Linked DNA regions of Mus musculus: all the other regions are linked to region 1. Evidence: chromatin contacts called from public promoter capture Hi-C data. All regions are on one chromosome and are shown on one strand. Each heading gives the region's core, a stretch centred on a gene start, on an enhancer-like site or on the middle of the called end of the contact. The rest is flanking DNA. Distances are from core to core; before and after follow the strand shown.

What was found. Promoter capture Hi-C pulls out the DNA fragments that hold promoters and counts their contacts.
Region 2: a promoter capture Hi-C map of pre-B cells shows a contact between it and region 1. The contact joins the promoter of 4930461C15Rik here to the promoter of Nsun3 in region 1. A contact is called at or near these places in 2 of 39 promoter capture datasets (cranial neural crest and pre-B cells).
Region 3: a promoter capture Hi-C map of pre-B cells shows a contact between it and region 1. The contact joins the promoter of Cldnd1 here to the promoter of Nsun3 in region 1. A contact is called at or near these places in 4 of 39 promoter capture datasets (cranial neural crest, liver, pre-B cells and 1 more) and 2 of 484 Hi-C or Micro-C datasets (CD4 T cells and pre-B cells).
Region 4: a contact with region 1 is called in a promoter capture Hi-C map of pre-B cells. The contact joins the promoter of Riox2 here to the promoter of Nsun3 in region 1. A contact is called at or near these places in 5 of 39 promoter capture datasets (the 3T3-L1 cell line, the HPC-7 cell line, cranial neural crest and 2 more) and 1 of 484 Hi-C or Micro-C datasets (CD4 T cells).
Region 5: a contact with region 1 is called in a promoter capture Hi-C map of pre-B cells. The contact joins the promoter of Crybg3 here to the promoter of Nsun3 in region 1. A contact is called at or near these places in 3 of 39 promoter capture datasets (cranial neural crest, frontonasal cranial neural crest and pre-B cells).

What each region holds. Positions count from the first base shown.
Region 1 is chr16:62,785,425-62,788,003 of GRCm38.p6, reverse strand. Nsun3 (NOL1/NOP2/Sun domain family member 3) reads left to right here and starts at 1,288. Exons shown (of 6, transcript NM_178925.3): 1 at 1,288-1,333; 2 at 2,107-2,216. The coding sequence starts at 1,322.
Region 2 is chr16:58,407,258-58,409,836 of GRCm38.p6, reverse strand. 4930461C15Rik (a long non-coding RNA gene) reads left to right here and starts at 1,306. Exons shown (of 4, transcript XR_384912.2): 1 at 1,306-1,665. It overlaps Dcbld2 (discoidin, CUB and LCCL domain containing 2), which reads right to left and starts at 1,302. Exons shown (of 16, transcript NM_028523.3): 1 at 886-1,302. The coding sequence starts at 1,081.
Region 3 is chr16:58,726,608-58,729,186 of GRCm38.p6, reverse strand. Cldnd1 (claudin domain containing 1) reads right to left here and starts at 1,277. Exons shown (of 6, transcript NM_171826.3): 1 at 1,103-1,277; 2 at 1-14.
Region 4 is chr16:59,470,480-59,473,058 of GRCm38.p6, reverse strand. Riox2 (ribosomal oxygenase 2) reads right to left here and starts at 1,284. Exons shown (of 10, transcript NM_025910.3): 1 at 1,114-1,284.
Region 5 is chr16:59,599,738-59,602,316 of GRCm38.p6, reverse strand. Crybg3 (beta-gamma crystallin domain containing 3) reads left to right here and starts at 1,270. Exons shown (of 22, transcript NM_174848.4): 1 at 1,270-1,572. The coding sequence starts at 1,424.

The DNA of each region.
Region 1 (2,579 bases), core at 39-2,538:
TATTTTATTTTATACTGAATCAAAATTCTAACACACTATAGATTACTGAGGAACTTACAAAAAAATAACAAACAAACAAAAAATAAAACCAACTAAGCTTTAAATCACATTCGTGTAGAAGACATTTCCTTTGTATAGGATTTGGAGAGTCCAGCACCTACCTATCGCATATCCTATACTGATACTTTGAGCATCGAGTGCCATCTCAACGTGAAGATGCCTAGTTACTATAGGAGACCAAATCATCTCTGAGACATTTCTGGTTTGTTACCAGAGAACAAGGCAAATGCTAATGAGTGGTTATTCCTAACAATGTCAACACTGATGCTTGAAGTAGGCCAGGGCCTTGGTGAGTCCTTCCTGGTCCTTGGGAGTGTGGTCTTAGTGCTTGGTGAAAACAGGTATTATTCAAGTACCAATGATGTGACAGTTCTTATATCAAAGTCCAGCCACCTATAATAAATCAGCCTATTTAAAAAACAAAATTGAAACTGGAAAGCAGAAAAAGGCCGTTTATTCAAGGTGACCACATTGGGAAGAGGAACAAAGACATCCAGTGGAACCCCGTACCCAACCTCCGCCCGTGTCTTTGGCCATTGTCATCCGGGTTCAATCTCACCCTGTTAGAAGACGCTCTGACATTTTAGAGCTGTTGGAAAGCTCTTTCCAGAAGACAAGTTTCCCTATGGCTGTCCCCTCTTTCCTTCTCTCAGCCTGATACTTTGGGTCCATTCTTTCAGAGGCTGATAGATGGAGACCTGAGCATGTCTGGAAATATCTGCATCCCTGTCGAGCTGGCTACAGAGCATGCTAACGGCCAGCCCTCAGCACATGCCCGCAGTCTCAGTGGGGGCAGTCGGTACTTCCGGTGTAACATTTATCACTTCCCAGTTTGAAGATAGAGTGACTCGGGCAAATGTAAGGAGAGGCGCGATTTAATCTTTCTACCGCTTTTCTCATCGCGGGGTTCGGTTTTGTAAACCAGCAATGCCTGTGCATCTAAAACACTGATACAGGTCTTCTCTCGACCCCATGAACAGAGACAGGAAGGGTGACTCTGTAAACCAGCACCCACACTCCACCCTTCGCTCGGGGTTCGCACCCCAGCAGCTCCGGAGTCCCCAGAGAGCTTTGGCTCCGCCTCTTGCAGGACCTGAGTCTCCCGCGAGATTTTTGTCTACAATCTCGCGAGACCGGAAACAGGAACTGCGAGCCAGCCCATCTGTGACCTCCTCGCAGGACCCGGAAGTATGGCGTTTCTTCGTGTTACCCCGCGCGAACTCTAGCGGAGACCCGTAGTTGGCGAGCTCAGGCGGGGACCATGCTGACTCGGGTGAGGCTCTGGCGGTCGAGCGCCCCGGGCTGAAGCCACCGAGAGGCAGGGTGGACTGGGATGGGACCCGCACTGCCCACAGCCCGGAACCGTGCTGAGTGTGTTCCTGGTGCTGCTGCTGTCCCGCGGGCCGGCGACATTGTCACTGCGAGCTTTCTCAGCCCTGGGTGCACCCCGGTGATGAGGGGAGAGCCAGAAAGTTGGGGCGATGCTTATTTCCGTAAATAAACTTTGGAATACTTTTTTCTTTACAGTCTTACTTTAAAAGACAAACAACAACAACAAAACTTTTATGGCTTCTGAATTTTTTTTTTTTTTAGCATAGATTCACCTCTAACACTTGGTAATTACCACTTCGAGAAAAACCATGAAATAATTTTGTTACAAGTAAGGAGTTGATCCAACGGCAGGAACTGACATTTTAAAAATCAGGAAGCCCCACTCCTGACTAGCTATTATTGGCAGTAGCTGGCTTGAGGCCGGGAGAGAGTTGTCTTTGGGGTATGGCTCCACACCCCCATGTGCATAACGACAGCACTAATTGTTCCCGAGTGGATTTTTTAAAAGGACATGAAGTTGGAAGGGGAACACACAGTGGGAGTCTGGGTGGAGTTGGAGTGGTGTGGAGACGTGTTTATTAAAGTATGTTGTAGACAGGTATGGAAGTCTCCACGAATAAGTAGAGATATAAAGAAAATTTAATGTCACTGTCAACTTTCAATAAATATGTGATATCACAGTGTGTTGTCAGCACCTTTTTCTTATCATCATAGCTGAAAGCAAAATCAGAGGGGAAGCTTGCCAAACAGCTATGCAGAGTTGTGTTGGATCAGTTTGACAAACAGTATTCGAAAGAACTTGGGGATTCCTGGAGTACAGTAAGGTCAGTATGGTTCGTCTCTTGATATTTTGTGAGAGGAAAGGGAAGTATGTAGCAAATACCTCCTTGAGAGTGGCACAGTCCAGGAGGGAGGAGGTGACTGTACATTTTATGTGTGAAGGAATCACCTGGCATGTAGAAATGTGGGGCAGATAGTAATGCCCTCTCAAGCACTTGGCTTTTATCTGTAAAATGGGGAGGCACCACATTTTAAAACAACGCTGTAATAAAAATCCTAACTTGGAAGAAATTTAACTTAATGAAATTCAGGTAATACCAAGTCCTTAAAGTCAGTGTTCCTCTATCTTAGCTAAAGTCAGGCTTTATTTGGCAATTATTGTCACCATGCCATCTGTATGTGGAGCA
Region 2 (2,579 bases), core at 57-2,556, 4.4 Mb after region 1:
GCTCAGTTTAAATGTGACTATTAAAGAGGACAGTTTACGTTTTTCTCTTAGCGATTACCTCTCACACGTCCATCAAGGCTGCACCTTCCCAAGAGACAATCCCATGACCTTGAAGATATTCCTTACTGACAAAAAGTGCACACAGTGGGAAGCTGAACTGAGAAATGGAAAACGTATTTCAAGAAACTCTCCCTAGCAATTAGTAACAAGAAAAGCCATGGAAGAAATAAAGCCAAACAGAATGTGGTACGCTGCCCAAAGCAGCAACACTAAAAAGTTCAGTCCTGTATTCTCTTTCTATTGTTGATGATTTATCAACCAACAGTTGTTCCCGCTTCTGGAATGGGATTGTAGAAGGAAAAGAAGCTTTGTCACTTTCTGAGAAAGTTTGCGCTTTTGGTAGTGGACCGCTACTCTGGGCCACTTCTGTGTTTGATCAAGACAATCTACAAACCACGGTCCTCAGTAATGGGCAGGTGCTCTGAAGAACGAATTGCAAACGTAAGCAAGGCTCTAGAGAGCACTGCAATTTGCTTCATTCGCGTTAGAACCTGGGCGCTATCCCTAAGAACAGCAATCCCTGCCTGTCTTTAATAAGCTCAAGATGCTTTTTAATTTGCTCCCGACTCCGTCCATCAGTCCAGAAGGAGACAGCAAGGAGGCCTCCACGGCAGGGTCTCATACGTCCCTCTTTCACAGAAATGAATGGCTTTGCGGAAAAGTAAAGCGACACAAACTTGAGACACCGGGCGGCACCACCACCCCGCCCCGGTCCCCGCCACATCAGCCTCGCCAGTGTGGTGTCTCTGCATCTCTGGGTTCGTCGGCAGGTTCCTCCAACAGCCAAGAGCCTCAGGAGGCCGACCGGTGCGGGCCACCACTCACCTTGCTGGCCTCCAGCGTCCTGGAGCAGTAGGAGCAGCAGAAGGAGCAGTCGAGGCCTGGAGGAGGAGTTGCGGCCAGGAGGGAGGGGACAGCAGCCGGCGCTGGGCAGCGCGGCCCGGCCGGTGGCGGCGGGCGCGGCCGGGCCTCCGGGACCCTGGGGGCTGCGCGCGGCTCTCAGCGGCGCCCGGCTCGCCATCGCGGCGGCCGGCAATCCGCCCGCATAGTGCGCGCGCCGCGGAGCCCCGCGCGCCCGGGGCCCGCAGCACCCGGTGAGGACCGGGCGGCAGCGCAGCGCGCCTCGTCCCCTCCGCCCTGCTCCCCGCGCCCGCTTCACCGAGCTTCCCGCCCCGAGACCCCAGGCCGGAGCGCGGCGGATCGGAGGATAGCACCGGGGCCCGAGCTGGAACGCGCTCCCGCCGCGCTCGTAGACCGACCGTCTCTCGGGCGGGCCGGCCCCGCTCTCTCGCCCTCCCTCCCTCCCGCGCGCGCTGGCCACGCCTCCTCCTCATGCTGAGACCAATGAGCGGCCAGATCTGGTCCAGCTCCTTCCGTGCCGTCCAATCATCACGCCGTCTGCTCTGTCGACCTGTTAGCTCCTCTCCTAAAGCTCCACCGCCCCTCATCCGCGTCTGCCAATCGCCCTGGACCTCTGGGAGCGTCCCACCCGCCTCCCTCGATCCGGGTTCGCCCCCAAGCCGGGGCCGGGAGCGGTCCCCGCCCCGCTGAAGAGCCTGTAGTTTTTGGGACCACTGCCCAGAGAGAACCCGCCGAGACTCTCTGGTCAGTGACTTCCGGGACTTCCCCATCCCGCGCTCTCCAGCTTCCCAGAGCCTGCTTGCTCCTGGCTCCTCCCCCGTCGAACATCAGGCCACTGGAAGGGGTGGGATGGCTGGATGCTGGAAGATTTCAGCTGGGAGCTGTATTTAAGGGACTGTTTTTAAATAGCAGAGTATGTTTTTCTTAATTAAAACTGCAGTCAATTGCAGCAACATCTGCGGGTACAATTACAAATGTAGTGTTCAGTTTTTGCAAAGATAGCTTCTAGGACTTTGGAGAGGAAGTATAAAATAAGACCCGTGTTGCTGAGACTATTTAAGTCCACTATCTGTAAAATTGTGCTCAGAGAAGTCCCAGGAATTAGAGCCACTTTATAGATAATTTGCAGGTTTTGGAATGGGGAAGAAATGTCAGTACATCATGCACGTCAGAATGAAACAAGTACAAATTCAAATAATAGGCAATTTGATGGAGTTTTTGAGCAGGCAGTATGGCAGAAGAAAGAGCAGTCTTTAAAGAAGAATCCACAGAACTAGACAGTAGATTTATAAAGAGAAACCATCAGGGATATTTTTAATTAGGGACTCCCTAAAAAAAAAAAAAAAAGTATTGTACCTTTAACAAACAGGGACTTAGTAAGATAGAACAGTTTGCATAGCAAAGGAAGTAACTATAGAGCATCTGTATTACCTTTCAGTTTATGGTGGTTGATTTTTCACAGTATTGCTGCTGTGCCCTGTCCTGCTGATGACTGCCTTTAACAAGCCATAATTTCTGGCAGCTGGGTCTTCTCAACGCTAAGCAACGGATGCTGTACAGCAAACTGATACTGGCATAGGATGTCTACTACCTTGAGTGTATTAAATGTTCCCTTGACTTAACGTGTTCTCAAGTGATGGTGGGTTTATCAAATGTGA
Region 3 (2,579 bases), core at 28-2,527, 4.1 Mb after region 1:
CTATCACCTGCATACTAAAACAGACAACACTGAAAAGGACATACACATTACAGGTACAAACAACAGACATGCCCATGGTCAGCAGTGCAGCGTGCACACCTTAAATGCAGAGTGGATTTTTACACAAGCTATAAACATGCTATGTGTTTTCAGGCTTGTGTGAGAAAAAAGACAGCAGAATAGGAAACGAAGACCCCCCAGCTTTTTTAGTGGGGAGGCTTACAATTATAAATAAGGGCAGAAGTGAGGTGTAAGTTGGAAATCAGAGTTGAAGGTGTTAACCCGAGGGGAAAGTTTAAATGTATGTCATAGCAAAGAGAGCAAAAACACCATGTTAGTTATCAATCTCCTTCAATTCAATTAAAGCTAAGCCAAGCCTCTTGACACAACCGGATTCTTCACTCCTTACTCTCCCCGCCCCCCATTCCATTACACACTTCTCAACCTCCCAAACTGTAATACTGCTCCGTATATCCTAAAATATAGCACAGATCCATAAAAACTAAATAATCCCTACTCGCAAACAGAAAAGTGACTTAGGCAAAATCTGAACACTCCCTAGGCGTGGACAGGGCTCCACGGCGGTAGTAAATGGCCGCGGTAAAATGACTCAAGGCAAGATCACGCTGAGTCAAACCCTGCCAAATGTATGCACACCGTGACAGCACCAAACCCCTCGTCTCAAGCACCCGTGAAAACAGGCTTACAAACTGGGGAGCGGAGTTTGGAAAATGGGGAGTGACTGGGGAAAAGACCGGGGCGACTACAGTCATCAATAGCCCAGCAAGTGCGATTTGTATTCTGATTCTCAAAATTCTCGTCCATCCTGGTGCTCTCGGATGACCTTAAAGGCCGGGTTCTGGAAGCTGCGCCTAGCGCAGTCACCCTGGGCCGCACAGCAGGGCCTGGCATGGGCGGGCGGAGACCGGCAGGGCTGGGCGAGCGCCCTGGGTACCCGAACCCAGCCAGCCCCGGCCCCTTGGCCCGGAGCCCCGCCCCTCCCCGCCCCGCCTGCCGCTCCAGCCCCCGGGCCTGGCCGCGCCAGCAAGGAGCCCTTTCCCCAGGTCGCGAGCCGAGCCGGCCCGCGACCCCGCGAACTCACCGCCCATCCTCTCACTCCACCGGCTTCGCCCTCCAGCTCCGACCACAGCACCCTACTCTCCCCGCGCCTCCTCTGACGTACTTCCCTGCAGAGCCCGCCCCCTCCATAACTCCCGCGCCTCCGCCTCCACCTCCACCCCAGGCCGGGCCAAAGCGGCCCTGGGCCGAGGGGCCTTGTGGGACTTGTAGGAATACTGGAGGAGAAGGGGCTAGAGCCAGAGGAGAGCATGCCTGACGACGCGCGAGGAATTGTGGGGAATGTAGTTCTCTCCGAAGAAAGAACTCTGAAGATCAGTGAGGAAAGCTGAAGTCTTAACTGCGGGATTGTTACACCTCAAAAAAGGAGGGACCAAGCTCCAGAAAGTGATGGGGGAGGATCTTTGGTCAACCATAGTCAAAGGCTTTGATTTAGCCGAGATCTAACGTCGAGTCTTCTGTTTTCCCTACGATAACACCCTACCTCTAAAAATCAGTACTACGGAGTTGATGAACTTTAATGGAACTCTACTCTTCAAATATCAACCCCCCTCCCATTTCCTACATCGTCCCTCCCATTTGAACAACGTGTTCTTCTGTTTTGTTTAAATGTAACTAAGGATCTAACTAAACTAGCATTATAACCTGATATAATTACGTTATTCTTGTTTGAAGAAATCTGTTATTTGCTCTCTACTGTAATCAAGTTCCCTGTTTGTTTCAGTTGTAAAAAACAAAACAAAAAAACAAAACAAAAAAAAAAACCCAACTTGTAAATCCGAAGGATACTAGATTTCAAAAATGTTACTTTAAAGTGTGAATGTAATATGAAATGGAATTTAGAGATCATTTTCAACAGAAAAAGTTGTGGGTAGCCTCGGAGACAGATGGCTGTGTGACATGGAAGCAATGGAATGATTCTAAGCCCTCAAATACTTCACAGGAATTTCTAAACAGGTAGAGAAGATTTTTTTTTTTTTTTTTAAGTTAGAAATCGTTTGCCTTTAGCTTGTGGTTCCGGTTCACCATCACAGGCTGTGTCTGGAAAAGGACTTCTGGCAGAGCCCAGTATCCACAAGGCATGACTAGATTTTCACGGATAGCATCAAATGAAAACGTAATTTGCCTCAGGTGTCATCTTGAAAGCTCGATGAGTGTGTAGAGTCGAATAGTGAATCCACAGTAAGACTTGTGAATGCACTTATGCAGCAGATGTCTTCATCCACCGGCCTTCATGAGACGTCTACTTCCTGAAGTAACTTGTGCAACCAATTCTGGTAAAGAGACATTTTTTAAGAAGAAAAGAAACAGCCTAAGTTTGTAGACAGAGAAACTGAAGCCCATGAAGATGAACTAACTTGGCAAACATCAACACTGAGGTTAGTAAACCAATCTTAAGACACTGGACAATTTACTTCATAATCTTTAAGATAAGATTGCCTTTGGTTTTCAATATATGGACTTTTGAAAATAGAATCTATAGATAAGAAAATGTAAAAAAT
Region 4 (2,579 bases), core at 35-2,534, 3.3 Mb after region 1:
AATTCTCAAAAGCCTTACTCACTAGCTCCCCAAACAAACAAACCCCCCCCCCCCAAAAAAAACCCCATGACCACCACCACTTGGGAAAGACAGGAGGAGGAGGAGGTTTGCACAATTAGGACTATTATTCTGTACAAGTAACCATAGATATCAATACTCACTAGCAGCCCTGGCAGGGACGTCTCTCTCCATGGTAGCAGTATTTTACCAGCAAAGCGTGGTACACGCTAATGTCTAGATGCACACATCAAACCTAGTGGAGTACCACTTCTGATGCTGGAGGCAGAAATCTACATTCACAGAAGTCCTTAATGAACGAATTGTAGGCCCACTAACCTAGAGAAGACTAGATTGAACTTAGCTCAATTAATCACACCTGACAGTAGTTATACACCATGGGCCTGAGAGATGACTCAGGCGGTAAAGACACCTGCTGTCCACTTAGTTTAATTTCTGAGACCCACATACTGGAAGGAAAGGATTCCCTCAAAGTGTCCACCAACCTCCACCGGTACATCATAGCCTGTGTACATCCACACATAAAATAAATAAAGTGGTGAAATACTTTTTAATTATATATTGCTTGTAAGAAAATCACCAGGCTAACTGAAAGCAATTGTCTTCAGCACCCAGAAAAGTTTTCATTAATTCAGAGATGTCTCACTGAATGGCAGTTATGTTTTTTTGCAGCTTTATATAAACAGAATACGAATTATGTGTATTCGGGGGGTCCATGAGGTCACGAAAGATGCAGCCCAAAAGTTCAGAGGCATCCAGGTATTAAAAAGGAGCTGGTGAAACCCAACTCCCGGCGCCGGAAGTTCAGATCATGACCGCTGGTAGACTTCCTGAAACCTGTTTAGTCACTTGTTGGACATCCTGGAGGCAGGCAGGCAGACAGGCAGTCTTCCTCACGTGGAGATAAAAAGGCAACCTACGCTCCAAGTCCCGAGCTGGGCGACAGTCCCCGCGCCCCTCCTCAGTCCGCGACCGTGGTCCCTGCCCCTCCCCGTCTGCGCGCGCAGCCTGGCTCTAGCTCGCCGGCGTGTGCCGCCCGCCACCAGTCCGGCGGTGCACGTGGCCAGGTCCCCAGCCCTCAGCCACCCGGCTCACCAGTTAGGCCCCAGCCCTCCAGAGCTGCACTTCTCAGCCTGACCCGCGTCCCACGCGCTGCACCGGCACGGCCTGTTGCGTGTCTTCCGCAAGTTGACCCAGCTAAGGCATGGAAGGGCGCGACGGCGTGGTCACGTCCAGGGCGGGCTCCCGAGACGCGGCCCCGCCCACGAGACGCGACCCCGCCCACGAGACGCGGCCCCGCCCCGGACTTCTGGCTCCGCCCCCGGACCACATCCCTGCTCCTGCCTACAGCTACAGGCCTTCCCCTGCTCTGGCCTATGAACCTAAAGGTCACAGAACGTGAATGTGCTTTTTATAGTTGCTACCTTCAAATCTGAAGTTAGAGGGAAATCTATAAATTTGGACAGTTCCCTTTATTAACACACACATACAAGAACATGCTTCTTGAGAGAGTGCTTGTACTCCATCGGTCCACAAAAGATCCAAAACCGTCATTGTATATGGCTTTAATATGTATACGATTGTTATTAACTTAACAATTTTTGTTTGTTTGTTTGTTTTTTGAGACAGGGTTTCTCTGTGTAGCCCTGGCTGTCCTGGAACTCACTTTGTAGATCAGGTTGGCCTCGAACTCAGAAATCCGCCTGCCTCTGCCTCCCGAGTGCTGGGATTAAAGGCGTGTGCCACCACGCCCGGGTAACTTAACAATTTTAGTACCAACCATTTTGTTTAGACTTCATATATTTTCATTCCAATCCTTTTAAGTTTTTCTTTATTTTAATGTCTCAAAACTCACACCCAGTGACATACTTCCTCCAGCAAGGCCACACCTATTCCAAAAAGGTCTCATTTCCCAATCCTTCTCACATTGTGCCACTCCCTAATGTCTACACATTCAGATATATCAGCCTATGGGAGCCACTACTCCTTTTTAAACCATCACAATGCCTGAAAATAAGTCTTAGTGCCAAAGTGTTTTGCATACATGCATGTTTTTACACAGTTGGTTATTTATTAGGTAATGGATTAGCAACTGAGTATCCTCAAAGCATTGGGGTCTACAGAGGGGCAAAAGAGGAACAGTCATGAAATCATATATGACAGTAATTAATAATAAAAAAATCTTTGTTTTTTTCTACATCCACATAGAGGTCAAATTATTTTATATGAAGCATAGCACAGTAATATAATGTATATTAACCAAGTAAAACTTATGAAGAATTTCATCAGCACAAGTGGCTACAATCAAAGGAGCTAATGATAATATCATGAGAGAATCAAATAAAAAATACTTCAGAAAAAGTAGGGTAATATTTTGAGTTGATGTGTTGTATAACTTGATGGCCCTTGCGCAATTAATTACTTCGTTGTGAGTTACACTATACACCATCCTTCATATAAATGAACAAGAACAATTAGATTACTTCAATCTCAGCCGAAACGTGACCTAGAATAACATAGAAAGACAGATAAATGATAGATGGTAGAGATAAAAATTCTAT
Region 5 (2,579 bases), core at 21-2,520, 3.2 Mb after region 1:
GTTGTAAAGAAACATTAATACGTGGACTACTATAACATTTTCCTATCAGCTAATTGAGAGAAATAGTATTATTGAAAATCAGAATTTGCCTCATAATCTTATTGACGCCCAGACACTTTTATCCCCAGACAGACTCCTTGCCTGGACCCTCTGTGCCAACACTGAGGTGTAGGACCACTTTTTGTCACAGGGCAACAGGGGGAGGCAACTGCTAGTCAGCTAACATTGCGTTGGGGAGGCACATTATTCTCCAGGCCCTGTAGCTGCATGGAAGAATTTGCTTGTCCATCTGTATCTGATCCTAATTTTTTTCTTACTCTCATACTCCTAGTTTCAGATCCAGTTGACAGATTAAAATGCCTCAAAGGGGTAGCTGTGGGTCCGCGGGAAGGCTCCTTAACCGGCACTATGATTCCTTGGGGCCGACAGGTAGACGTTCAACCTCCTCACTTCTCCAGCCAGCCACAGACAGCTATCACCCTATTTTCATGTGATTTGCCCACATAACATTTTTAGTTACTAAATGTCCCACTGTTATCTTGAACTTCATACCTCTGGAGTTTGACTTCAGACAAACTATAACAATACACCTGGGGCGAATATGGCTCTGTGTGCTTTCTCTGTTAGCAGCTCCGCTGTATAAAGTCATTTTTATCATAACCAGATATTCGTTTTAAACTAATGTTAAGGGCCTTTGGCGTTCCAGAATACAGGAGTATCTGCGCAACAACCAAATATTTGTTTCAGCATTTTTCTAGTTTGAGTCATACCTGAATCAGATTTGGTTTTGTGATCAGGGACGGTTTTTTTGAAAAAGGATTCTGGGAGTGGCCCACAGGTGAAGGGTGAGCGCTAAAACACACCTGGGTTGGTGGCTCCTCATCTGAGCCAGCTGAAGCAGAAACAAGGTGCTGACAGCAGGACAGATGGGACCTACCCTTGCAGGCTGAAACTGTCTTTAGAAAGGCTGTGCTCAGGTTCCAGGCTGCAGGGCACGCGGGTGCTGCTTCTTGCCAGGTGTTTCCCCAGACTTTAATTGATTACCCTGTTTTAAAACAGCCCTAACTCGGGAAAGGGAAGCAAAGCATTTACAGTTGACTGTTGGCCAAGCCAAGTGGGCTGCGGGCTGGGCTGGTTTGGGCGGGAAGCCGGAGCCTAGCATCCCCAGGCTGCTCCTCCCGGATCTGCACGCTGTGGCCGACAGGGCGGTCGCGGCCACTGGCTCCTCCCGGGGGCGGGCAGCTCCGGGCGCGGGCGGGAGGAGGAGCCGCACGGGGAGCGCTCGTGCCGGCCGGGCTGGAGGAGCCGCGCCGGCGGCCCGGGCCGACTCTCGCTGCGCTCAGCGAGCCAGGGCTGCGGCCACCCTCGCTCCGGCCAGCGGCTCGTCGGGGCCCGCGGACGGCGCGGCCGAGCCGGTGGGGAGATGTCCGGCGGCCGCAGGAGGGGCAGCGCCCCCTGGCACAGCTTCTCTCGGTTCTTCGCTCCGCGGAACCCTTCTCGGGACAAGGAAGAGGAAGAGGAGGAGAAGCCGGGGACCGGCCAGCCGGCGGGAGTGAGCCGGAGTGCAGCCAGGTGGGAGCCGCGGGGGCGCCGTGCGCGCCTTCCTCCGCCGCTCGGGTTTCCTCCGGTCCCGCCCTGGGTGGCTTAGATCTGGGGAAGTTCTTGCTCCCGGCCGGTGGCTTTTCCCGCCGCCATCGGGGGCTCCCGGCTCTGTCCCCTCCACTCCGGGAGGCTCTGAAGCTGCCGAGGGAATCTCGCGCCCCTCCGCGTCGTGCTTTGCCATCTTAAGGTTTTCTCGAAGTGATTCCTAAAAGAGTTGCAATCAGAGCTTTCTGAGACGACATCCAGAATCTGAAGTCTTCGCCAGATTTGTTTACAGTTTAAATGTTGCCGCCCTTCCTCCTTTCTCTCTGTCTCTCTCACTGGGGACATCTGACGGAAGCGCTCCGATTTGGGGAACCAGGGCCGGAGCTGAGAGCTGGCTCAGTTTAATGATTAGTATGTGCACTCTTGCACTCTTTCCATAATCATTTTTCCTCTACTCCTGCTGCTTTAAAGATTGACATTTTAAAAATTCGTCTCATTAAAATGCCCGTTTTTAAATTTCCTTATCAACCCTAAAGGAGAGGTGGTTTCGCTTCTTTCTCCTTTTTTTTTTTTTTTTTTTTTGAGAAGTGAAGCCAACTTCACTTGCACCAGAAGAACCTGTAACCCATGTCCTTGGAAGGTTGCCCTCTAGAGAGCTATATTTACCTCAGACTAAAGACTTGCTGATGGACTTCAAAGAAAAATGGATCGGAAACAACTGACGCTTCTAGTTCCATTACTATTTAGGGTTTGTGATTTGTTGTTAGCCCTTCGTTCTCCTTGCTTTTCCTAATTGTGAATCATTTCCAGTGTAATCACCTGTTAGCATAATACGTCTTTCCAAGAAATGACCAATTATAATTGACTGGTTATTCTACTAGGAAGTTTCAGATACTTTTGGCCTGGTTGTTGATGCTTTTAACATTCGAAGTTTCCCCGTCCTTAATGGTAGTTCTGAAATCTGGGAGGTCTCACCTGTCGTGGCTCTAATG